2 separate regions of the Zea mays genome follow, and region 2 is linked to region 1. Evidence: chromatin contacts called from public Hi-C data. All regions are on one chromosome and are shown on one strand. Each heading gives the region's core, a stretch centred on a gene start, on an enhancer-like site or on the middle of the called end of the contact. The rest is flanking DNA. Distances are from core to core; before and after follow the strand shown.

The links. A called contact is a pair of places that touch in the nucleus more often than the background predicts.
Region 2: a Hi-C map of leaf shows a contact between it and region 1, with 3 times the contacts expected there. The contact joins the promoter of LOC100283207 here to the promoter of LOC542420 in region 1. A contact is called at or near these places in 2 of 25 Hi-C or Micro-C datasets (leaf and tassel).

The regions. Positions count from the first base shown.
Region 1 is chr1:51,976,853-51,982,153 of Zm-B73-REFERENCE-NAM-5.0, reverse strand. It overlaps LOC542420 (calmodulin), which reads right to left and starts at 3,498. Exons shown (of 2, transcript NM_001294152.1): 1 at 3,314-3,498; 2 at 98-806. The coding sequence starts at 3,389. The coding sequence ends at 433.
Region 2 is chr1:52,293,925-52,299,191 of Zm-B73-REFERENCE-NAM-5.0, reverse strand. LOC100283207 (guanylate kinase) reads right to left here and starts at 3,986. Exons shown (of 4, transcript NM_001371900.1): 1 at 3,607-3,986; 2 at 2,038-2,169; 3 at 1,743-1,934. The coding sequence starts at 3,828.

The DNA.
Region 1 (5,301 bases), core at 2,249-4,748:
GCTTGCTACAACATGACGTATCTCTGAATGGTCCTTCTACAACATGACGTTTTCTTGAAAACACAAGGCACCAAAGGAACATCACAACCACGGGATAAACAGAAAGCAGCAGCCTGTTGAATGGTACCAAAGGAGTCTGGGCAGATTCGATGAACAAATAGAACTACAAACTGGATCCAACTGCAATCAGTGTCCAGAACACGCAAAGCCGTACAGATTCACACAGCAGGGGAAGCACGGAGTTTCGATGACACAAATGGAGATAAGGGTGGCAGCAGGGGGACTCAAACGTTCAGCAGCTACAGCTAGTACGGTTTCTTCATGGGGAAAACGAAGGAAACAAGACCTGCATTGCCTTTCTAATATGCGATGCACGGTTTGGTTTCCTCCTTCAATTCCCGCGGGGTACTATACCGTTACCGCAGGCTTTACTCACTTGGCCATCATGACCTTGACGAACTCCTCGTAGTTGATCTGGCCATCACCATCGACGTCGGCCTCGCGGATCATCTCATCGACCTCCTCGTCGGTCAGCTTCTCGCCGAGGTTGGTCATCACGTGGCGGAGCTCCGCCGCAGAGATGAAGCCGTTCTGGTCCTTGTCGAACACCCTGAACGCCTCCTTGAGCTCCTCCTCGGAGTCGGTGTCCTTCATCTTGCGGGCCATGAGGTTGAGGAACTCCGGGAAGTCGATGGTGCCGTTGCCGTCCGCATCGACCTCGTTGATCATGTCCTGGAGCTCAGCCTCGGTTGGGTTCTGACCCAGTGATCGCATGACAGTTCCGAGCTCCTTGGTTGTGATGCAACCTGTCCGGTGCACAGCAGGGAGCAATTTCAGGTCAATCTATATAACATTAGCACAGCAGTGACGTCAAATGCTTAACCAGCCTGAGAAGTTGTCACAATAAACATCTGGTTCACAAAAGGACACGACTATTAAAATTCTGGTGCATAGATCTAACAAATGGTTTAGAAGGTTGATGGTCAGAAAACCATTTATCCAGAACCAGCCTGAAAGGTAGGAGATGATCCCAAGTCTTTGGCAGAGCCTTTACACTACTATGGAAGTACCACCAAAGTATAACTATGGATGTATCGAAATTTTAGCACAATATTTGGTACCTAACTGGCTAACTCCTGAGATATAATCTGGGTTGTGATACCTCCCTATGCCAATCATTAGCTATACGGTAAGGCCCCGTTTAGAACCGCTAGAACTAATAGTTAGCCAGCTAACAAATTGTTAACTGGGTTTAGCTTGAGCCAGCTAATGACTAATTCTTAGTTGTGAGGTACCTGACAATTAGCTGGAGTTTTTAGTTGAGAGTGTTTGGAAATCCACAGCTAATTATTAGCTCTAGATGTTCCAAACAGACCCTGAACTAAGCAGGATTGTCTTGATTTTAAAAAATATCCTTACTAAATGGAACCACTGCATGTGTACTTCATACCTAAAAACTGAGCGCCATGCATATAACAATCTAACATATAACATCACAATCATCACGTCACAACCATTACCATTTACTAAATTTACAGAAACATTCTCTTTGCATGTTCATTTGATGTTGAGGTAAATGATATAATTTTTGAGTTAAGGGTTCTAAACATAGTTTTTTCTAGAAACATCAATGTCATCTATGCAGATTTTTTTAGTATGTCAAAAAACATGGATTCTTAGCCTAACATATCTATTGTTTATTGGATCTTATTTATCATGCATGTGATTGTGGCATGAGCTGAAAGGAAACTGAAATTGTTTCAGAATCATTTAAGGTCTACAATGTCTCAAAAACAACCGAAGGGTTTGGCAATTTTATATATTGTTATTGGACGGGGTTGATATCACACCAGCATTTATGACTTCATAAAAAAATATTACAAGAAACTTTTAAGATATTATATGAATAATTGATACATTTTTGATATCATGCTCCTTTTTGCTGATAAAAAGGTATGCGTATATTAGTAAAATTTTATTTATATAGAAGAGGCCTAATCTTTAAGTATGCTCCAAGCCTCTAAAATGTCAGTGTAGAACCTCAACCAATGTTGCGCCATAGGCAACCTGGACAGTGCAAAGGCAGCACAGGCCGGCGCCACACAAGCAGCCAGGACTTCCAAACTGCCCTCCCCTGCACTTCCAAACTCCTGACAAGCAGCAGGTGGCAACCACGCTTTACTACCGCTCGCTAAGAGATTCTGATATTTGACACCAGCAAAAAACAAGTTTGTAAAATTGCCATCAGGCTCACATTTCATAGACCCAGCTGGATCCATAATTCATAGGCACAGTGGTAATTATAACAAGAAGACAACATTGGGAGTGGGAAAATTCCAATTATCTCCCACTCCCTACACCCGTGTTCCCAAACCATGGAGATATAACCAAAACCCCCAGAACATGAATGAAAATCTGAGCATGCCCAAAGCCACTGTCAGGTCTATACAAAATATGGACAATTTTTTTCTCCACTGCTATCGGATCCTTGCCAATACGTGCCCCAGCCTACACTAATAACCTGAGGAAAATTTCTTCCACGGTTAATTCTGCCCTGTAGGGCTAGTTTAAGAACTTAAATCCCCTCCAGGATTCGAGGGGATTTAAGTTTCCAAACTAGCCCTAGAAAGTTCTCACCCCTGCTCATAGACATAGATAAGCATATAATGCCAGCTAAAAAGGTGATGCAGTGTCAATTCAAACCATACCGAAGTCTCATGTGTGTCCGTGTGTGCCCCCTCCTGCCTGCCACGACCAAACCAACCCCGACCACAAACGAACGTTCTGGTTGACGCCTACCTACTGCCTACAAATAAAGCGGCCCCAGCCGGACTCGGTCCACGTGGGACAGCAAGGGGCCGGATCTCGGCCTAACTGCTTCACCACATCTGGATCGATCGGCGACGAGCAACCACGTCGATCTAGATCGCAGCGGCGCTTTTTCGCGGACCCGGACCCAATCAGACGAGATCTCCCCCACCCACGAGCAGCCGTGCAGCAGGGACGTGCCGCCGCATCACCATCTCTTGGTTGCACAGCACTACTAAAGTTTTACCGCCCGTACAGTCTCGCTGGCGCATGCTCTACGCGGCCAAAATTTTAGGCTCACGCACAGCGGCCACGAACAGGTATGCGGCTTGCGGAATCCCTGGGTTGGGTTTCTAACGTCAGGTGAAGAGCAGTCAAGACAAGGTAATTCGCGCAGCTACAGCTAATAGGAGAGCCTACAACATGGTAGATACAGATCAAGGCAGGCAGTAATAACTACAGCTAAGGAACGAAGGAAGGAGACGCGGGAGGCGTAACAGCTTACCGTCGCCGTCCTTGTCGAAGAGGCTGAAGGCCTCCTTGAACTCGGCGATCTGGTCGTCGGTGAGCTGGTCCGCCATGGTCTCCGGTCCTGTCTCTTGGCGAGCGAACGGACGATGTCTGGGTGGCCGGAGGGGAGCCGGGAGCGGAAGCGAGGTGACCAGAGGCAGGGAGCGATTTGAGGCGTCGCGTCGGGGGTGGGGGGGGAATTTTACCGGGATTTTTATATGCGCGTGCGGCCGGCGGCCCGTCCGCTCCGTTCCGCCGTCCACGCCCTCCCTTCCCCGCGAATTCCCCGAACTGCCCTTGCCGGCTGTGGTGGTGGCGTGGTGCCCCTTGGCCCAGGCTGGACTGACAGGGGATGCCAGTGTGCGAGATGGCCCGATATGCTGGACGCGGTCACTGATTGGGACGTACCATCATGGGCTGGCTCTATCGCCAGGCACAACTTTCGGCGATGCGATGACCTGGCTCGCTTGTCCAACACTTCGGTTGGGCACGGCTTGGCTGTTGTTTGTTCACCAGCATTTGGGAGGTGTCGACGTCGTGGTTTATTATGCGTGCGTGCGTGCATGTTGTGTTGTGGCCGGATCTATCAATGCCATGGATCGTCCCATCGTGATCTCCGTCGTACTAGCACATACATGGAACAGGGTAGCATATAAGGAAGCTACAGGATATGAGACTTGCTAGCTGTGAATTGTGACAAGTGAGATCTTGGCAATGCGATCTTTAGTTCAAATATATGTTGGCACTAGTTTCAACCGGAAGACATGGGGCCTGTACCGATGCCTTGGGCGGTTGAACCTTAACCCTACTTACTCCATATCTTTAGTTTGTCATAAGTTAAGTTATTTACCATTATTGTAGAGAAAGCATTAGCATCTATCATTAGAGAATAAACTATGAAAGTATATTCAGGATATATCGAACTATGTTTGCTTTATATATATTCTTTAAAATTAATTTTATTTATACAGAGAGAGTAGTTTATAAAAAAATACCCACAACCAGAAGGAACGTCAACTCGGCAAGGGTGGGTTCGTAATTTTTTTTTTTTTTTGGAAAAATGCAGATATGACGCCATGTGGCCCAGGCGTCCAGCTATAAACAAAAGTGCCCATGACTTCCAAACAGGGGGCGGCACGCTCCAGTTTTCCAAGCGGCGGATATTACCGTATTACCCCGGACGCGGTTCGGACGCGGAGCCGGCTCCCCGCCGATGCCACGTCGTCAGCTACGCACGCGTACCGTCTCCCGTAGGTCCTGGGCCTGCGGGCTGCGGCCGCATCTTGTAGCGCGTACTAGAGCCCAACCAGATGTTTTGTAAGGAGGGAGTACGTACTCTGTAGGATGGAGGAAAGAAAGGCCCATTCATGATTCGTTGGACTCTTTGCTTTTCCATTCCAGTTTTGATGCTCTCGTAGGGTACAGTACCAGTACCTACCAACAATGGCACAGATATTAGCTTCAAAAGCAGGCTTCCCGCTTTGACGCTTTTGGCCAGCGAGAGTGAGCAGGGTAGCGGCATCCATGGCTGTTGGCAGTTGGCACCATCACCCGCCGCCTACTTGCCTTGTTGCTTTTTAATCAAGCTTTGCAAAAAGTCCTGCGATTGGATTTCCATCTCGGGGCGCGCCAGGGAGGGAAGGAGGAAGCTTGGGATCTGGTCAAGGTTCAAATGCCCAGGCTGCCTCGGGATGCCAATCATGTCGGTCACTCGATGAGAGACATGAGAGAGTGCGCAGTGCCTATGGCCGGTGTGGCATGCATGTGAGAATGGCGGCTATGGAGCTTTCCTTCCTGTGCCAAAGTGAAACGTGGGCCCTGTTCCGGTATGTCTTTCGTCTGCGTTCCCAATGGGCTCGGATAACTAGCTCGGGAGAGATGCCCTACTCCTGGACCGGGCTGGGCAGCATGTCTTTCCTTACGATTTCTTTTCCATGGGCTGGTGGTGACCTAGACCGGTCGTGCCTTTTTGCTAGCAAGCTG
Region 2 (5,267 bases), core at 2,737-5,236, 320 kb before region 1:
AAAGGAACATGTATTGAGAGCTTTATGTAGGTAAACCACGTCTTCAGTTTTCACGCAAAAAGGTCCACTTCTTCAGACATGTCTAGAATTTTACCCCAAAATACAGATATAATTTCTTACGCTCTACTATGTAGGTGGACTGCATTCGGTCCATTGTGTTTTTTAACCCAGAATACAGAATTTTCATTTCATTTATAGGGAGTCCTATGAAATTAGTGTAGATACACGTTAGCAGGTTCTTTCAATCAAGTTAATGTAACTGAAACTGAGTAAACGACACACAACACTACAGAATGCTAGAGAGTGAAAATAGAAGCCAGTAAGCAATATTTTTGCAGAAACTAATAGAACTAAAGCAATACTGGCCTCCTTTGGATTACAGGAAAGGTAAAACATAGGGATAGTAAAAATGTAGGAATAAAGTTGCATGTCACTTGCAATTTTATAGGAATTTTTCAAGAGGTTGGACCTCATGCTAGAAATCCTACAAAATTTCACAACAATGGTCCATTCCATAGGAATTTTATAGGAATTGTAGGACATCAATCCTTTGTTCCAAAAGGTTACATAGGAAAATTTTCTATAGGATTTCATCCTTCAAAATTCATTCACTTTTCCTTTGACCTTCAATCAAGCATCGTAGAGAAGGTTCAAATGAGCAGTTTATAGTGGGAAAAAAAATCAAACAGCAGATTAAAACACAACACACATGCACTAGTCACCAGCATGCTCAACTCATGGTATGGTATTCGTATTCCCTACTGTACCCCATAACTCGATTTGAAATATGTAGCAAATATGGCAGCTCGCATTTGCAAACATATGCTACTGAAGTGATATTTGTGACATGAATGGTTTGAACTACCCTGCCCTGCTTCACATATAAGTGGAGTGTGCCCTTTTCTTGGCTTTTTATGAGATGAGCTTGGTAAGCCATAGGAAGATTTTAATGTAGACAACTCTGAAATATCCCTGTATATAAAGGCAACACACCAACCAGATAATTGAACAAGTTTTGACCAGGCAATGTTTATGATCTTTACTTATTGTGTTATATAAGTTGCATTTTAACCAGGCATTAGGTCGACAGTACAAATTCATGCGCATAAATTTTTGGAGTAAAAAAAAACAGTAGTGATATGATGGTTTCCTCCACTGGATTTGTAACTTCTATGGTACTTTACATCACTTAGTATTGAGTTGCATGCACCAATCAGTTCAAACCAAAAGCTTAAACTAATGGGGAGGGATAGACAATTCACTTATATTCCAACAGTCCCCCTCACGTGTATGCTCCCTCAGGACTCAAACATGAAATAGGAGCAAGCAATAATTATTTTTACTTAATTAAGCTAACCAGGATTCGAACTCTGAGTTGCATGTACCGATCAGTTCAACACCAAAGCTTAATTTAATAAGGAGAGGTGGGCAATTCACTTATACTCCAACAAGGCCTGAAATCCCATTGGCCAAATTCCAGTCACACCACTCATACCCACAAGGCCATAACACATTTTTTCCCCGATGATACAGCACTACAGCAGACTGAGTTGTTCCTGCTGAATAGTCATATAACATCGTAAGCGCATAAGTAAACCATTGTTAGTGCATATGGTAATCGTTAACTGTTAGGTATTGCTTTTTCTGAAATTTTAACTTATCCAGCATGTGTATGCACACCAATCTGCAGGTAAGAAACTGTTCTGACGCAAATAGGTAATGATATAACCATGATAGAATACCTGCTGTTTGGGGATCCCCTTGTACTCCCCATAAACAAGAGCATACTCGAGCAACTCCTCCCTCTCAATCATCGTCAGAAATTCCTCCTTACTGACAAAGTAATAGTCTTTCCCTTCAACTTCACCTGGCCTCATCGCCCTGCTTGTCGCGGTGACAACGAAATGGATCCCTTCCCTCTCCTCCTGCAGCCTCTGCAGAACAACCCACACCCGGCATTGTGAAGCCAATCAGAAACCAATGTCCTGCAGCAAAGGTAAGTGGGATTAGGGATTGTGATGACCGATGATGTGTCACCTTGATGACGGCGTCCTTGCCGACACCGCTGGGCCCGCTGATGACGAGGATCATAGGCTGCGGTGGCGGCGCCAGCGGCTCGGAGCTGAACGCGGTGCCCAGCGCCGCCTCCAGCCCCCTGAACAGCTGGTCCTGCAGTGGCACAGACAGGACGGAAGGCACTTAGACCCATTCCAATGGCACACCCCGTGCCCCCTGACCCCTTTGGCGTGTACGACAAGGCCCTGAGGGCGTCCAACGCCTCCTCCTCGGGGGACCTCTGCATGGGGGAGAGGGGCTCCTCCCCCTCGAGATCTAATATCTTCTCTTTTACTACCTCCGTTCTCGAATATTTATCGTCGGCTAGTTCATTTTTGAACTAAAACGCGACAAATAAAAAAGAACGGAGGGAATACTAATTAGTCTTTTAACTGCGAATTAACCTTTTTAAGTTTAATTATCTGATAACTATGTGTATTTAGAGGTGACACAGATGGAACAATCTTTTAGAGGAGGTATTTAACACTACGACGGTTGTGCAAGCAAACCTTATGTGCAAGCGAGCTTTTCCATCCGTTAGATCATTATTCAACCATATGTCACATTTAACACTAAAACCCTTCTACCACATGCTTGTGTAACTTCATTTAAAAACCCTTAACAAACCACAGTTACATCTTTGGCTGGATCAGGAAGCTTCTTTGCAGCTAAGGACTGCTTACCAATGTTTTCAGATCGGCGATCAGCTTCTGATCGCCAGAGGACCGATCAGAACGATTAGAGCGATTAATCGAACGATCAGTCCGATTAATCGGCTTCTGATCGGTTGATCAGAGCTCCTGATCGTCCAGGGCTGGGAAAACCGACCAGAGGTCCAGACATCAGAAATTCAGCATTCAGCATTCAGATTCAGCAGTTCAGCACTTCAGCTAAACACTAGAAATAATGGGTATAGGCTTAAAGGCAAAGACCCTAGAAATAAAATAGTCTGCTACTGTTATGCTACTAAACTGACAAGGCTCATTGGCTCAATGTAGCCTGCTCTCTTACCATGCCACAGCCACACATTATACATGTTATATAAAGAACCAAAATGAAAAAGTAGCACGAAAGAAATGGGACCGTGCTGCCTGCGTGCGTGGCCTGGCCTCTGCTCGCTTTCATCTTTCATGTGACAGTGAGTGACTGAGTGGGCTTGGGCTGTACTGCTGCAGTGGGCTGGGGCGCTGGGCTGTAGTGGCAGTGAGTGGGCCGAAATGAAGTAACGAACAGTGAAAAACGAAGCAGGCCAAACTGATCGTCCGCGATCTAGTCGGACGACTAATCGCGATTAGTCGTCGACTAATCGGACGATCAGGTTTCTGATCGCCCTGATCGCGTCGGTACTCCTTATCGGATGCGTGATGACGATCAGTCGATTAATCGCCGATTAATCGCGATTAATCGGACGATCAGAAAACACTGCTGCTTACACAGCAGTCGTTGCCGGTATTTAAATATGAATAAAAAGTTCAAATAGCGATTCAGGCATTCAGCCTTAGGCCATCCAAGGGGCAAAATTGTCAATAATATAAGCATGTGACCCAATACCTTGTCAGCACCGGGATGAGGAGGAGGCGGCGGCGGCGGGGGGCGGTGCGAGGAGTGCTGCCACCCGGCGGAGGAGGACGACATGAGGCGGCGGGGCGGGGAGCTGGGAGCCGGAGGGGTGGTGCGGGCGGCGCAGGGAGGAAGGGGCCGGCCCCGTACGAGCGACGGGGCGCGGGCGCGGGCGAGGGCGCAGGAGAACCTTCGCGAGAGAAGCATCGACATGGTTCCGGGACAAGAATGGAGATGTGGAGGCCGGCGCCCGGAGGGTGTGGACTGTGGTCTGTGGAGATTGGAGTAGGAAAGGATGGGCGAAGGCGAAGGCCAATGGTGTTTGTGGGGTTTTGGGTGCGCGTCTGCCGCAAATTTGGCATGTTCAAGGGATAAACGATCGAGGTGAACGTGAACGGTGGTCAAAGACTCAAAGTATATTCGTTTTTTTTTTAAATTTTGTTAGCGAATTTGAATATGGCTTTGCGTGTTCTCTAGAACTAGTGCGAATATTAGCATGCGGCAGATAAGAATCGTATCTAAGCAGCAGTGTGTAGATGTGTCTAACTATCCGTATTTTCCTTTTTTTCAATCGTTTTATTTAATTTATTTGTACAAGGACATTCCTAACGTGAATTTGTTACGTTGGAAACCATTTGATGTAACACGCGGGTGTTATGATCATGGTTAGTAAGTACGTTAAGAGTTAATAAAACTTAATAATAGTTTTTTATACTCACTTCGCCTCTAAATATAATTTATTTTAAACTAAATATATATTCATTAATTAACATATGAGTATAGTTTGTATGTATGTCTATATTTATTATCATTCATTCGAATACGGTGGAAAAAAATAGCTTGAAAGAACTGTATTTTGGGAGAGAGGGAGTATTTCTCTACTCCTTTAAAAGCACATGTTTCATGTATGGTGCGTGTAGATCTCTTCCTTTTCCTCGTTCTTCGGCTATTAATATCATGTTATACTATAAATATGTTATGAGAAATCATTTAAGCTCAACATGATAAGAAGCTACACACAACATAGCGCTCTCGCATATTATCACCTCACTAGTCTTTTTAACTCATATGTTTTCGGTCTTTTGGCTAAGTTAAAATTTAATATTTGTTCTTATATGTTTAATATCTAATATGTGAATCATACATTTACTTTGATATTATTTTTTTATAAATGTCGAATATGATTGTGTGTCGTCGCAACACACATGCATTGTACTAGTTGATAATATAAGTCTTACTAGCAAAGTACTCGTACACTTAAGTATAGAATATAAAACACAAATACAAATGTGTTTTATTGGCTAGTTGAGTGTCAATGTGGATTTAAAGTCAATAACCATGTTTTGAATCCTCATTTGTTCATAATTTTAGCATTTTTATAATTTAAATGAGGGGCACAACGACAGTGAAAACCATGAAACCAGAAAAAAATGGTGCTTCAATATAGTAGAGACTTGTGACGATCCTATGGGAAAAAGCCAAAAGGCCTGAAAATAAGACCTAATTTAAATTTTTTAGGAAAGTTTTTTTTGTTAATAATGAAAATATGTATAAGAAGGATTTTACTCTAGTTCTTTCCATAAATATCGATATCTTGATCTTTTATGAGCGTGTTATAAAGTTTGAAACAAAAAAATTCACATATTCGGCAG